2 separate regions of the Drosophila melanogaster genome follow, and region 1 is linked to region 2. The links are chromatin contacts, called in public Hi-C maps. All regions are on one chromosome and are shown on one strand. Each heading gives the region's core, a stretch centred on a gene start, on an enhancer-like site or on the middle of the called end of the contact. The rest is flanking DNA. Distances are from core to core; before and after follow the strand shown. Region 1 overlaps Nadsyn (NAD synthetase). Region 2 has its middle 13 kb from the start of Neto.

Region 1 (6,410 bases), core at 3,258-5,757, 280 kb before region 2:
ACTTTCAACATTACATATTTTAGGGATTAACTGTAGGTACAGAGATCGGGTTTACATATGCATAAAATACGCCTATAGGTGTTATCAATTATTTAGTTAATTTTGCTAATCATTTTCTTATCGCTTTTTTACGTAACAAAAACGGACGGGTCTAAAACGGATTAAATTTGACTAAAATTTTGAATGAAAAAACTCGGTGATGCACCTGGCGGAGATTCTGGGTCAATTATTTCGGTGCTCCGGTTGACAAAGTGCGGGATTTGCGCTTCTTCAGTTTGGTCTTCACCTTCCGCACCAGACTTACGGCGTCCATGGAGATTTCTGTTGCGGATTTGTTGGCCTGGACACTGGCATTGCTGCGCTGGTATTGCATTTGACCGGTGGATGAACCCAAGGCGCCATTGCTGCCCTTGGCCTGCAATCCGGCTGCATTTCTCATCCGCCTGGAGCCTCCACCGGTCATATTGGTCGGTTGCTGCACGGCGGTGATCACAAGTCCGCCGGTCTTGAATTTGTTGGGCGCACGTCCTCCGCCGTTGCCCTGCATGTTACCCATCACGCCGGCAGAGTGCATTCGAGAGCCCATTGCCCCCACTCCGCCTTGGCCCTTGAACAACAACCGCTTATGCTGGTGGTGCATATGTTGTGGTGGCTGCTGCTGCTGCTGCTGCTGTGCTGCGGATCCTCCGGCGCTGTTGCGATTCCGGGCGAATCGAGTCACCAGCTGCGTGGTCTCTGCTATCTTCATCATGCTGCTGGACTTGCGTTTCACCTTACCGCCGGATTCGGCTGCCACCAAAGCCTGAATGACTTTGGCCTGGCTGGTCGTTCCCGTTGACTTTCTGACCACGTGCATGGGCTTGAAGGGCTGCTGCTCCCGGTCCCTTGAATGTTGCGGATGATCCTCAACCTTCAGTAGGCGCTGCGCCTGTTGCGGATGGGAGCGCCGTTGCTCCTCTTGTTGCTGCCACATCATCAGCTTCTGAGAACAAGCACTGGAATATAAAAGGACGTTAGATTTAATAGAGGAATAACCAGGGAATAATCGCCCGACTTACTTGAACAGATCAACTTGCTCCAGTTTTCTGACTCTTCGTGGTGCTCCCACAAAGGCGGGTGGCACACCCATGGCGATGCCACCAGACGCAGCTGTCTGCTCCCTGCCATTGGAGGGGAACATGTTTCGGTTCTGACCACCGCCACCTCCACCCGCTCCAGCTCCAGCTCCAGCTCCTCCTCCTCCTGCAGCACCACCGCCTGCACTTCGTATGGTCGTCGTAGTGTTGGCCATTTGGGATGCTGTTATCGAGTGACCCTTGTACCAGGCCAGAGGGCGACCATCCGCATCCCCGTTCGCACCAGTCCAGACTTTCTTCTTCAGCGAAAGCTTAAGCTGCAGGTCATCGGCCGTTTGCACATTTCCATGTCTCTGGGGAATGAAGTTGCTCGGGACACTCCTTGAAAGAGGTAAACCAATCGAATTAGATTTCGCAAAATCATTCGTAAAAATACCCACCTTCTGGGGAGCGGTTTTGCCATCGTCTTTATTCCTGGCTTGGTATCGCCTATGTAAAAGTTGGCCTTGCCCTGACCACCGCCGTTGCCATTGGGAATCTCCTGCTGATCGAGATTGTGCCACGAATAGGTGCGTCTGGCGGATGTGCCAGTTCCGCCGGCCTGCCGTTGCATCATGCCAATACCCGTGTCCAATTCTGGAGCAGTTCGAGGCGTCAGCTTGTAGACATCCAGTTTTTTCCCACCGCCCGGAGTGCCGCTCTTCGAAGGTGTGGTCACAATCAGTTCCGGCGGCATGTGCGACGCCTTTGGTTTCTGCACCACCGTATCGCCAATTTCCTCGATGTACCGCCTCTGCAGATCGCTCTGGAGCAGCGTATGCCGGAGCGGAGGCACTGCACCGTAACCATTATGTCCGGACGTCGGCGAGTGCTCCTCGTCGTCGGTGGAGAAGTGCAGATCCGAGCCGGGATCCGTTGTGGGCAGGTCCAGGGTGGTGCGCACCACCTCGCCACGTTTCTTTGAAGGCTTATTCCTTACCTTAGTGCGACGCGCCTGCGTGGACTAAGCCGATTAGATGCGGGAGATTTGAGGCGAGATCGGGGAATTATTAAATTAGTTGTGCTTGTGTGCTTATAAGTATGTATCAAACATATGTTAGGTATATATATTAAACTTTTTACCGTTTTACCTTTACGATAGATACCTTCTTACGACGATAGATGTAGATGCGCCTATTGGCCAGCCACAGGCGGAAATTGCGATCAACGTGAAGTTTCTGATTGACCACCGGCTTCTTCTTCTCCGTGGGCATGAACTTCTTCTTTTTGGCCGTCTTCTTTGTGCCAGCACCACTAGTCTTCACCTTCTTTGTGACCTCTTTACTCGCTGCGGTGCTACCACTTGAACCATCCGGTTCCAGTAGCGATTCCGATTGCGATGAATCCATGCTTTCCGAACTGTCGGAACTCTGGCCTCCAGTCGGTTGATCACTATTGGATGGCAAACTTCTGGCCAATTGTCTCGGCGTATGCAATTTCTGGACATCGTTTGTCTCTACAACTGGAGCTGCCGCTTGGACGGCCGGTGCTGGCGTGGGTGTGGCAGCACTAACGGCAGGACCACCGCCTCCACGAAGGCGTTTTCCACTTGGAGCCGCCTTGACACCCATTTTCTGACGCCTCCTCTTCAAGGTCGTTAATGTTTTGAATTTGCGCTGGAACAGGGGCGTAAAATAGATCCTATCCAGCTCGTGCATCACCTTGCGCATGCGTCGCATGCGAAACTGTAGTTCGGATTGGGGTAGAAATAGGGTGCAGGTGCAGTGCAGTAAAACTAGTGGGATAAACCCCACTTACCTTGCGGATTTCGTGTATGACCTCAGGCGAACTGGGCGGTGCTCGGGTGGGAGCACAACATGGTCCCTCCAGATCGGATGTCGTTATCGAGTGTTTACCCTCATTATCCGAACTGGAGCTGCAGTTGCCCTCGTCGCTAATGATGGTTGGAATGCATATGATGGTGGTAGTAGTAGTAGTAGTAGATTAGTTAAGGTTAGTAGAGGATTGACTGATGGACCCACCTTGAGTAATCTGACAGGGGAATATTCAATGGTTCGTCGGCACTAGAGCCTTCTCGCATCAGTCTTTCGATAATTTTTGATCGTAGCCTGTCCTGTTGTTTGAGTAAATTTAAAATCTATTGTAAATGTTAATGCATTAGGATTAGTCAGAAATCATACATTTGCTAAAAAAAAAGAATAGGAAAATAAATGGTAATCAATTAAAAACAATGTAAGTGTGCGGAAAAATCAAGCGAATCACTAAAAGCATGTGTGAAAAGCAGTAAAGTCTAATGCTAAGCAAAAGTCAAAAACGTAAATCATATGAATAGATATGGTATTTATTTCAAAAAATAATATTTTCCGGTTATAATAATACGGTTACGCTTACGACTAGCAACATCGAAAGAAACGCGAATTATAGTTAGAGCGACTAGGATAAGATAAAAGACCTATTGTGCCTGGCGATGCTGTGCTGTGTGTCACTATATAGTTAGGATTGTGCGGATTCAGGTGGGTGTATGTATATATGAAATTATATATAAATAGATCTACAGAAGTAATCTAAGAACCCATTGCGTGGATAGAGATATACTAGCCACGCAACTGAGTGCTCAAAAACATTAGAAAAACTGCGATACGCGCAAATAGAGAGCATTAAAATTCATACAATTCAATGCCTCATATACATGTAATGTTAATTGGATAACATATGCATATGGTGTATATGACCAGATATACGTTTAGCTACATGTATATCTGTTATATACCTCTGGCCGACGTGTATTTGTTGTGTGTTGAATTGTATTTACGATAATGTCGATGGCTTTGGATTTGGGATTTGAATTCTGGGTCAGCACAGCAGCGCTTTAGGGACAAAACGCAGGCAGCGACGAGTTGGTAACAATAATTGCGATTACAATTACTCTATGCGATAAACGATATACGATTGACAATTGACGATTAACGATTTACGAGTATAGTTCAAGAACGATAAAAAAAAAAAGAAACGGCACAAGTCGATGTGTGGTTTTTGTTGTTTGGATTTCGAGCTGTGTGTGTCGATAGTTATATTGTGGGCTAGTATTGATGGGATAAAACCTTCCTAGGAGACACTTTTCTCCACAGAACGTTTCACTTTCAATTTGTCGTTCATTATACATCCCTGATCGGCCATTTTCTGTAATTTCAATGCTTTCTGTTCGCGTTTCTCGCGTTTTCTTATCTTTTTGATTTGTTTAAACAACTTTGCGTGCCGCTTTACTTTGTTCGGATTCTCATCGCAGTAGTCCAGAAGTGTCTCACAAAATGCTCGTCCCATGTGCTCGTAATCCTGAAAGATTCGATAATTATCTAGATAGGTATTCGAGTGTGAAGTGAATGTCTATGCAATTTACCTGCGTGTTGAAGTGCGTACCCTTGCGCGATCCCAGCGAGGAGCCGCCAAAGGAGGCTTCGATCGTATAGCTGTTGGTGATGCCCAGCATCCAGACCACGATACGTCCGGTGCCCTCCTTGCTGCGCTGAATTTTGAACTTGCAGCTCTCGAAGGAGAACTGCAATGGGTTGGGGTTAGTATATAGTATATAGTATCTGATTGCACATCATAACCCACCCGATCCGCACTGTTCTTGTGCAGCATCAGCGGAAAGACCTGCTCGGTTAACTTCTTCTCCGGGTTGCGTTTGTTCTCACAGCCATATATGAATATGTTGTGCTTGCGTGAGTGAGCGTGCATATCACAGTACATGGCCACGCCGCATTCCTCAATCAGTCTGTGATAAATAAATGATAGCAGTGAATATAGTTAACCAAAGATGGGCCTCTGTCTGCTGCTTGAAACTCACCTTCTAATCATGGCTTTGGTATACCAAATGGATGGATATGTCTCGCGTATTACCGTTCGGTACTGGCGGTTCAGGTCCTTGCCGGTCAGCGAGTTACGTGTATTGCCCACAATGACTCCGTCCGGATTTAGCATGGGCACCAATTTAAAAATGAACTTGTGCCGCAACCGCTTGGCCACTGTTGTGTCCCCGGTGATGAAGTCCATCAGACCCTTCATCATCCACGAGGCTGGCGTCTCGCTGGGATGGACACGTGCCGATACCACAATCGATTTCTTCCGCTAAATTTGTATGGAAACATTGAGAAATTTAATATACACCTTGGTAGAAGATTGTTAAACAACATATGTACATATGTAGCTCTTTGAAACATAATATCAATTGCTAATTATAACTTTAACGACCTATGCTGCTATCAACTTTTTGTTCGCATATAATGAATGAGTTTATCTAAGCACACTGCTGTTTGTGCAGGAGTTTCAAAAGTTTGTCTACAGATTAATTGCCATGAGATAGATGAGTTTGTTTGCCCAACTCACCCGCATGTTCTCCTCGTTGGATGAGGGCGCCGTCACCGTCAGATAGTAGACATTATTGCCAGCCAAGGTGCGGCAGAGCAGGCGCAGCTTGCAGAACTTTGACTTGACCGGATGGCGTTGGATCTCCATGAGGTAGTCCTGCAGGTCGCTATAGGTGTACGGATAGCTGTGCGCAAAGAACACCGTGTCGTCGTCGTGCTCGAACTCAATGGTAAAGGTCAGCGTGTATGTGGAGTTGTCCTCGTCATCCTCGTTGGCGCTACTGCTGGCACTTCTGGTGGGGAATAAGGGAATAAACCAATTGAAAATTCGGCTCAACAGTGGCCAATTTCATATGCAACCCAATTAGATTTCTCTAGAGACTTGATGTCACTTAAATAAAAAGGGTCTAATAAAATGCTAATAAATATCAAAGTATCCGAAAGTTCTACGGTATTTATGACATTTAAGACTCAATTGGGTTTAACCCATACTTACTCATCATCGTTCCGATAGTAGCAGATGTTGTCGCCGCATCTGCGCCAGCCTTCGCTCTTCTCCTTGGCGCCCAGCGTGGAGTACATGACCGGCTGCATACCATCGTTGTAAAGACTGTCCGACTTCACCAGATTGACAATGGAGAAGCGGTAGAGCATCTTGCGCCTGGTGCGTCGCACACGGAAGTAGAACCATTGCTTGGACCGGCTGGTATAGAGATCGGGTCGCAGGTAGAGCTCGTAGTAGGTGGGCGTAATTTGGACCGCCTTGGCCAGGTTGCCGCTCTCGAAGCGCGATTCAAACTCCAGTCCATCGTACTCCTCCGGATTCATGGGATGGCAATTGGTCATGAAGCGGGCACCACCGACGGCCGAACGGCTAAACTGCGCTTGGGGTAAATCGGAGCAAAGAAACGATTGCGACGAGTTGGTGGTCGTCGTCGTTTGGTTAGTACTTGTCGACGAGATTAAA
Region 2 (6,212 bases), core at 373-2,872:
GTTGACGGCAAATAAAAATAACATTCACAATAATAATAATCTCTCCCGCTCGCACACATGTGTAATTACATCGGCGGGAAAATCGTGTGGCGGCGGGAAAACTCAGTCATGCCTTTGGCTGACAATGTTTGGCGTGCTAAGCCGAGGCGAGCTGCTTGCGAAGCCTTTCGGATTATCCCTATTGCTTAGCACTTTCCCTCACACTTTCACCCACTTTCTTTGCGCGGCGGCAGCGAGTGGTTGTGTAATTAAATTTCCCTGCTGAAAGGACCCGAAAAGTTCGCTTTCATTGCGATTAAATGGCAATTGTTTTGTTTCATGCTTATGCAAAGATAACAATTAAGTGCGGAAAATCCTCGTTTGTTCATTTCATAATGGTTGACGAAAAAAGGGAAAACTCTCGTTGGCACCCCGTGGGTGAAAAAGGATATCCCCACTGTTTGTTTCAGCAAATCCATTTTATTGGGAATGGTGATGGCAGGACATGGGCACGATATTTCAAATATAATTATTTCTTTTTTCTTTACTTCATTATTTGCCAAATTGTGTTATATAATTAGAAATATAATATTGTAGTATACTTTAAGCTCTTCACTTTGTCATGCAATATTCTGCTAAAACACACTTTCCCAGCTGCAATCAGAATATTTTACGTTTATCTTTTTACAAAGACAGATTTTATGTATGTCACATAATAGTCACTACTTTAATAACAATCATAGTCATATTTTACAAAAGTACTGAAATATTTGTCCATGAAAATAAATTAACACAATGTACAACCTCACGGTTTTTATATCAAGAGAAACTCCTGACTTATTTATTTTCGTACCCAACACGCTTATTATTCTTTGGCACATATAAAGTGCTGAAATGAAGTTGCCAAATTGTTCACTTATTAATATTGACTTCGTTGTGCTTGAACAATAATTTAAAATTGTTTGCTCTTTCCGCTTGACTCCGTTGGCAAGTCCTTACCCCATCCCCTTCACTTCCGTTCCCCCAAATTCAGTGACTCATTTCCACCTCGATTCCTCATAAAACGACACACAGACAAACATTTGCAATATATGTATACATTTAAATGTGTGTATGTATGCATATATTCCAAACGGGGCCGCAAAAACTGTTAACTCCGAGCGGAACTGATGTGCTGGTGTGTGTGCGTGGGTGTATGTGTGGTGTGTGTTTGAGTTGTGTTCGTGCAATTTTAAATATTGAATCTTTGATTCAATATAATCAGACTTGTAATGGCCTTCACGCTCCGATTCGCAGTCAATGGCATAGTAACAGAAATACAAACAAACCAAGGACATGTACGTCTGTCTTTGTGCGAGTGTGCGTAGCTGCACAGAGAGAAACTAGAACACATTACTTAAGATTAAAAAGTAGCAAGCAATGCTTAGGAATCTGAAATATATTGGCTTAAGATCAAGCTAACCTAATGCCACAAAATCTATGCTTGCTATGCTCTTAACCAACTAGTTTTCTCTCAGTGTCCGTATGTGAGCATGTGTGCGTATGTGAGAATGCGCCTCGCAGTGCGTGTGTGCGTATGTGTGTGCGTTAAGTATGTGCAAACAGCTGTCGCGTGTCACCGGCTGCCGTTCGCTGAAACGGAAACGGAAATTACGTGCACGATGGCAGCAACAAACTGGAACGTGTGCAGTGCGAGAGTGGGCGGGATGTACAGCAATCGGTCGGCATCATCGGCTATTAAATGGCAACGCCAATTCATCGATGATTCGTCGATGATGCCATCTTCCCCGCACCCCCTCTAGCCATCCATGGTCCCCGTGTTCGACATGCCAAGCAGTCACCTCCAATCTCCAGTGCCTCCGGTTCCCAACTCACACCTTTTCGCCATCAGGCTTTAATTAAATCGCAAAAGACGCGCCGCACATAATGAACATCATCATTTATCGATGTGCCCAGTTGTAGAATATACACAGACCCATATACATTTGTTTATTTCCAACAGATTCACAATCCATCGCAACCACGGATCATTGTTTTAATCATAAGCCCACTGTGAATTAAATTAATTGAATTTGTTCGCTTTGTGCGAAGCATAGTTGCAAATAGAGAAGTGATTTCGAAATGTAAGGGTTTTAGGTTTCACAAAAAAAACAGTTAAGGAAACATTTTCATTTTCTATAATGATATATAATCTATAATTTCTATGTCATAAGCTTCAATTTCTTTATATGTTATGTGAAAAATAATAATGCTAATGAAACCCGATTAATTGCCTTAAATCCAACATTTCTCACGTTTAATTACATCCGCTACATCTGCTGAGCACAACTATTCAGCGCTGGCAAAAGCAAAAGGAAGTGAAGTTCTTCGGTTGCTTAAAATAATTAAAATTCCATTTAAACCTGAGCAGATTATCTCCTTCAGAAAAGAAACACCTACGAAGGGGCCAAGAACAATGGGGTAAATATTGTTATTTTGCATTATTCAGGTAATTTACGAGCACTCGCTTCCGGCAGGATCTCCAAAAGGACTTGCCGAAAGGAGCTTGGGCCGTAACTGAAACGGTTAATGTAAATGACACAGGCCAACGGGAGTTGCTCGCCGTAAGCAGGTGAACAAAAGCGAGCGGGCCGACGGGTCGTATGAGTAATTTGAAGATAGCAAGCAATTAATTTCAGCCCGACCTGAACTGAACTGAGCCGAAGTGATCTGAGTCCCGCTCCATGGCCATTTAATAGTCGCATAAAACACGCAATGCCTGCATAAAGCACCCAGGGTCAAATAGTCGACTATAAAGTACCCATTACTTGCAAGTAAATGTTCATTATTACAGCGATTAATATTACAGCTTGTATGATATTTAGTTTTTCATTTTGATTCTGCCTGCTAGTTTGTGGTTTTAAGAAATATATATCATGATGAGAGGTAACTTACCTTTTCAGTTCAAATAGTCGCTGTTATTCTCCTGCAGTTTATAGTACTATTTAAATAGGAACTACAGGATACTATCAGTTGTTTTCAATCACTCCGGGCCATTTCAATTCAAGAGCTGCAGAGGAGCGCGTTAATGCGGAAAAACAATCGAAGGAAAATAAGGGAAAATTCAGCAGCAAAAAATAAGCAGGGCAATGGCAAACGAACCGCACCCACTGCTCGGCATTAAATTCAAGGCTGAGCCACGCCCCCCGATAGTCCATTAATTTATGTATAAATTGTATTTCACGTTCGTTTTTTTTTTTTTTTTTTTTTTGCTTGATTCTCCGCACAATGGTCAACAATGGAATTTTATGCGCAGCGTGTAAATTTGATTGGAAAAACTACCGACATTTGAACAATGAAATTTGTTCGCACATTCCCCACATTAAAACAGACAAACAGCGAAATAAGCTTAATAATTCATGTTCGAGCGAGAAGCACTTAGTGTAAAATGAATTAAACAAATTGAATTGAAGTAAATTAATTGTCGCACGAATGAAATTTGCAGAACGCCATAGGGGATTACCAAAGATCCGCAAAGAATTGCAATTTAAATTCAGATTAGAGCCCACTGTCAGCGAGTTCAGTTTTATGGATTGTCTTCGGACAAACGACACCAAATAAATTGGTAAGAGCATAAGCTTCTAATAGTGTTAACAGCATCAATAAATGTTTTATCCCCATTTCGATATTGTCTTTTTTTTTTTTTTTTGGCTTCTGCGAGCTCAATGCAGGCCACTTCAATGTCTTGTAATTTATGTTTAACTTTCTGGCTCGTTTTTACTTTGCTCTTGGACATTTGCAGGTCCGTACTTCTGTCATCGTTCGTTGACCAGTTCCATTTGGTTGGCTCTTGGCCGAAACTAATTAACCGACTTGAAAAAGTAATTAAGTCATTTGTCTGCAACCCCAGACGATTTCCCATCTCTTTTCACCCGCTTTTCACTTGAGTTAATTGTGGTCCCAAAATAGGAAAATTACCAGAAGTCATTCGCAATGAAAGGCTGGGACAATCGAATACAAAAGTATTTTTAGCTCAGCTGATTAGTGGTTGCTGAATGTTTGCACATCAACTTGGAATCTGCTCTACGTTTAGTAAATATACTAGTTAATATATGTAGGTAACTAGGAAATAAAAATAATGTACTATTTTCTAAAAAGCATGATTCTTGAAAGCTGATTCTTAGCTGGGATTTATACGATTCGATATTATTGTAGCAACTCAATTAATTTTCCAGTAAGTGGGAAGGTATAAGCTTCAAGCTAGGAACTCATTAATTAAATTGCGATCAATCTAATCAGGCTGGATGGGAGAATTTCGCTCGAAAATGTTCACTTTTCATATCAATGTCACCGTCTTCTTGTTGTCCTGTCACGTTTGTCAGACACTTTTCGTCAACAACAATGAGAAATACTCAAATTTTCGGGCACGAAAAAGTTCAAACTGGAAGTGGAAACTTTTCGGGGTCGACGTGGAAAAGTTATTAGAGTGAGTGTGAGTGAGTGTGTAAGTGTAAGTAGAAGTAAAAGTGTTAAGTTCGTGCGCTTTTCCTTTTGCCACACTAATTGATCTCAACGGGCGGATTAGGAGAGCAAACTAAATTGATAGGTTTAAAACTGAAACTTTGATGTATTTGTACACCGAAATGATGCACAAACAAACACTAACACCATCGCACACACACACACACACACACAAACAGGAGCCCCGTTTGAGTTTGGTTGAAAGTTTGTGCTGTGGAAAATGGCCGACTTCATTCCTGTGCCTTAGTGTCTGTCTTAGGAAAATTGTAGTAGTAGTAGATGCCTGCACTCGGGAATTTCCCACTTTTCCACTTTCCACACTCCTTTGTTTGGGCCCAAATAGGCCAAGCATTTACCTGAATAAGTGGCCCAGAACTTTGCTGTTTTCGTCTATTAAATGGCTTTGCCTGCGATGATTAACTTTTGCCACAGTTAGTAACAGGTTGAAGTTTCAATAGTTGCCAGTTAGTTAGTAGTCCTTTTACTTATACAAATTTGCGTTATTTGATTTTACATTCTGGTGCTGGCTGTGAAGAACTTCGGCAACAGTTTGCTAATTAATACCTGCCCTTATAAGTAGGCTATGGTTTTGAAGGACGCATTGTTAAGACGCTTTTTTTTTTTTTTTTTTTATTTTTTTTTTTTTTTTTATGATGTTTTTATTATTTGATCAACGCACTGTTACCCATGCGGCAACTTAATTTGATCTGCTTAAATTATTTTATTTTACAATGTGTCTTGGTTACTTAAGACTAACAGATTTTTAATCCTAAAAATGATAGGGAGAATTATAATAGTTGATATAACATAGTAATTATTATTTATTTGATTATTCTAATGAATTTTAAAACTAAGACTTTCTAGGTCAAAACCAGGTTAGGGAGGTCATGAGGGTGGTGTCGCTTGAGTCTTCTTTTGACTCTAGTCCGAGGGTCAGCATTGACCACAGCTGCAGTTCCTAGCTTCCTTGCTAGGCTGTTGGGGTGTACATTAAGCCTTTCCATATATTTTTGGGCAATGTTCTGGAGCTTGTCTCCTAATTTGGGCACCTTGAGGTCGCGTTCGATGTCTCTTGTTCTCATATACCAAGGAGCCCCCGAAATTCTTCTTAAGGTCTTCGCCTGTAAGATCCGGATCTTATTAAGGTGACTCTTCGCAGCAATGCCGTATACCTGCAGGCCGTAGAACAGGCAGGGGGCCAATATGGACTTGTAAATATTGACCTTGCAGCCAAGCGACAGTTTGTTGCGTGGTGCAATGAGCCAAGACATCCGAGCAACCTTGGTCCTGAACGCTTGCTGAATATTTGTGATGTGCCTGCTGAAGGTGAGCTTCCTATCGAGGGTAATACCAAGGTATTTATAAGCCTGATGGTGTCTGATCAGTCTCCCATTCAGACTGACACCCGGACAGCTACCTGTTCGGTTGGCGAACGTCACATTGGCACACTTCTCAGCGTTGATGCGCACATTCCAGTTCTCAGCCCATTGCTGGAATGCATCCAGGTATTCCTGTAGACCAGAAGTGGCAGCCAGGATACTTTTACTTTTCGTGAGCACAGCAGTATCGTCAGCGTAGGTGGCTATGAGCACATCTTCTTCGTCTACCTCTGTGACTGGTGTGTGAGTAGGCATGTCCGAAGCAAAAACTGAGTATAGGGTTGGGCCAAGAACGCTTCCTTGAGGAACTCCAGCTGATTGTTAAGACGCAGATTTCTTTGGCAATGACTCTCG

What was found. Hi-C and Micro-C count contacts between places; a contact is called where the count stands out from the background.
Region 1: a contact with region 2 is called in a Hi-C map of the Kc167 cell line, with 1.6 times the contacts expected there. The contact joins two enhancer-like sites. A contact is called at or near these places in 11 of 107 Hi-C or Micro-C datasets (the Kc167 cell line, embryo, embryonic mesoderm and 4 more).

Annotation. Positions count from the first base shown.
Region 1 is chrX:13,711,423-13,717,832 of dm6, reverse strand. The region is part of intron 1 of Nadsyn (NAD synthetase); the gene reads left to right. It overlaps Nna1 (Nna1 carboxypeptidase), which reads right to left. Exons shown (of 15, transcript NM_001298298.1): 5 at 5,940-6,410; 6 at 5,463-5,736; 7 at 4,924-5,204; 8 at 4,692-4,851; 9 at 4,474-4,632; 10 at 4,341-4,409; 11 at 3,098-3,213; 12 at 2,874-3,009; 13 at 1,517-2,070; 14 at 1,059-1,457; 15 at 1-995. The coding sequence ends at 227. Among named protein-coding and RNA genes, the nearest start is that of Nadsyn, 3.7 kb to the left of the region's middle. Within about 2 kb of position 4,507, at least 6 of the 39 cell types and tissues checked have an H3K27ac peak or open chromatin away from gene starts, as enhancers often do.
Region 2 is chrX:13,429,486-13,435,697 of dm6, reverse strand. No RefSeq gene overlaps it. Among named protein-coding and RNA genes, the nearest start is that of Neto, 13 kb to the left of the region's middle. Within about 2 kb of position 1,622, at least 5 of the 39 cell types and tissues checked have an H3K27ac peak or open chromatin away from gene starts, as enhancers often do.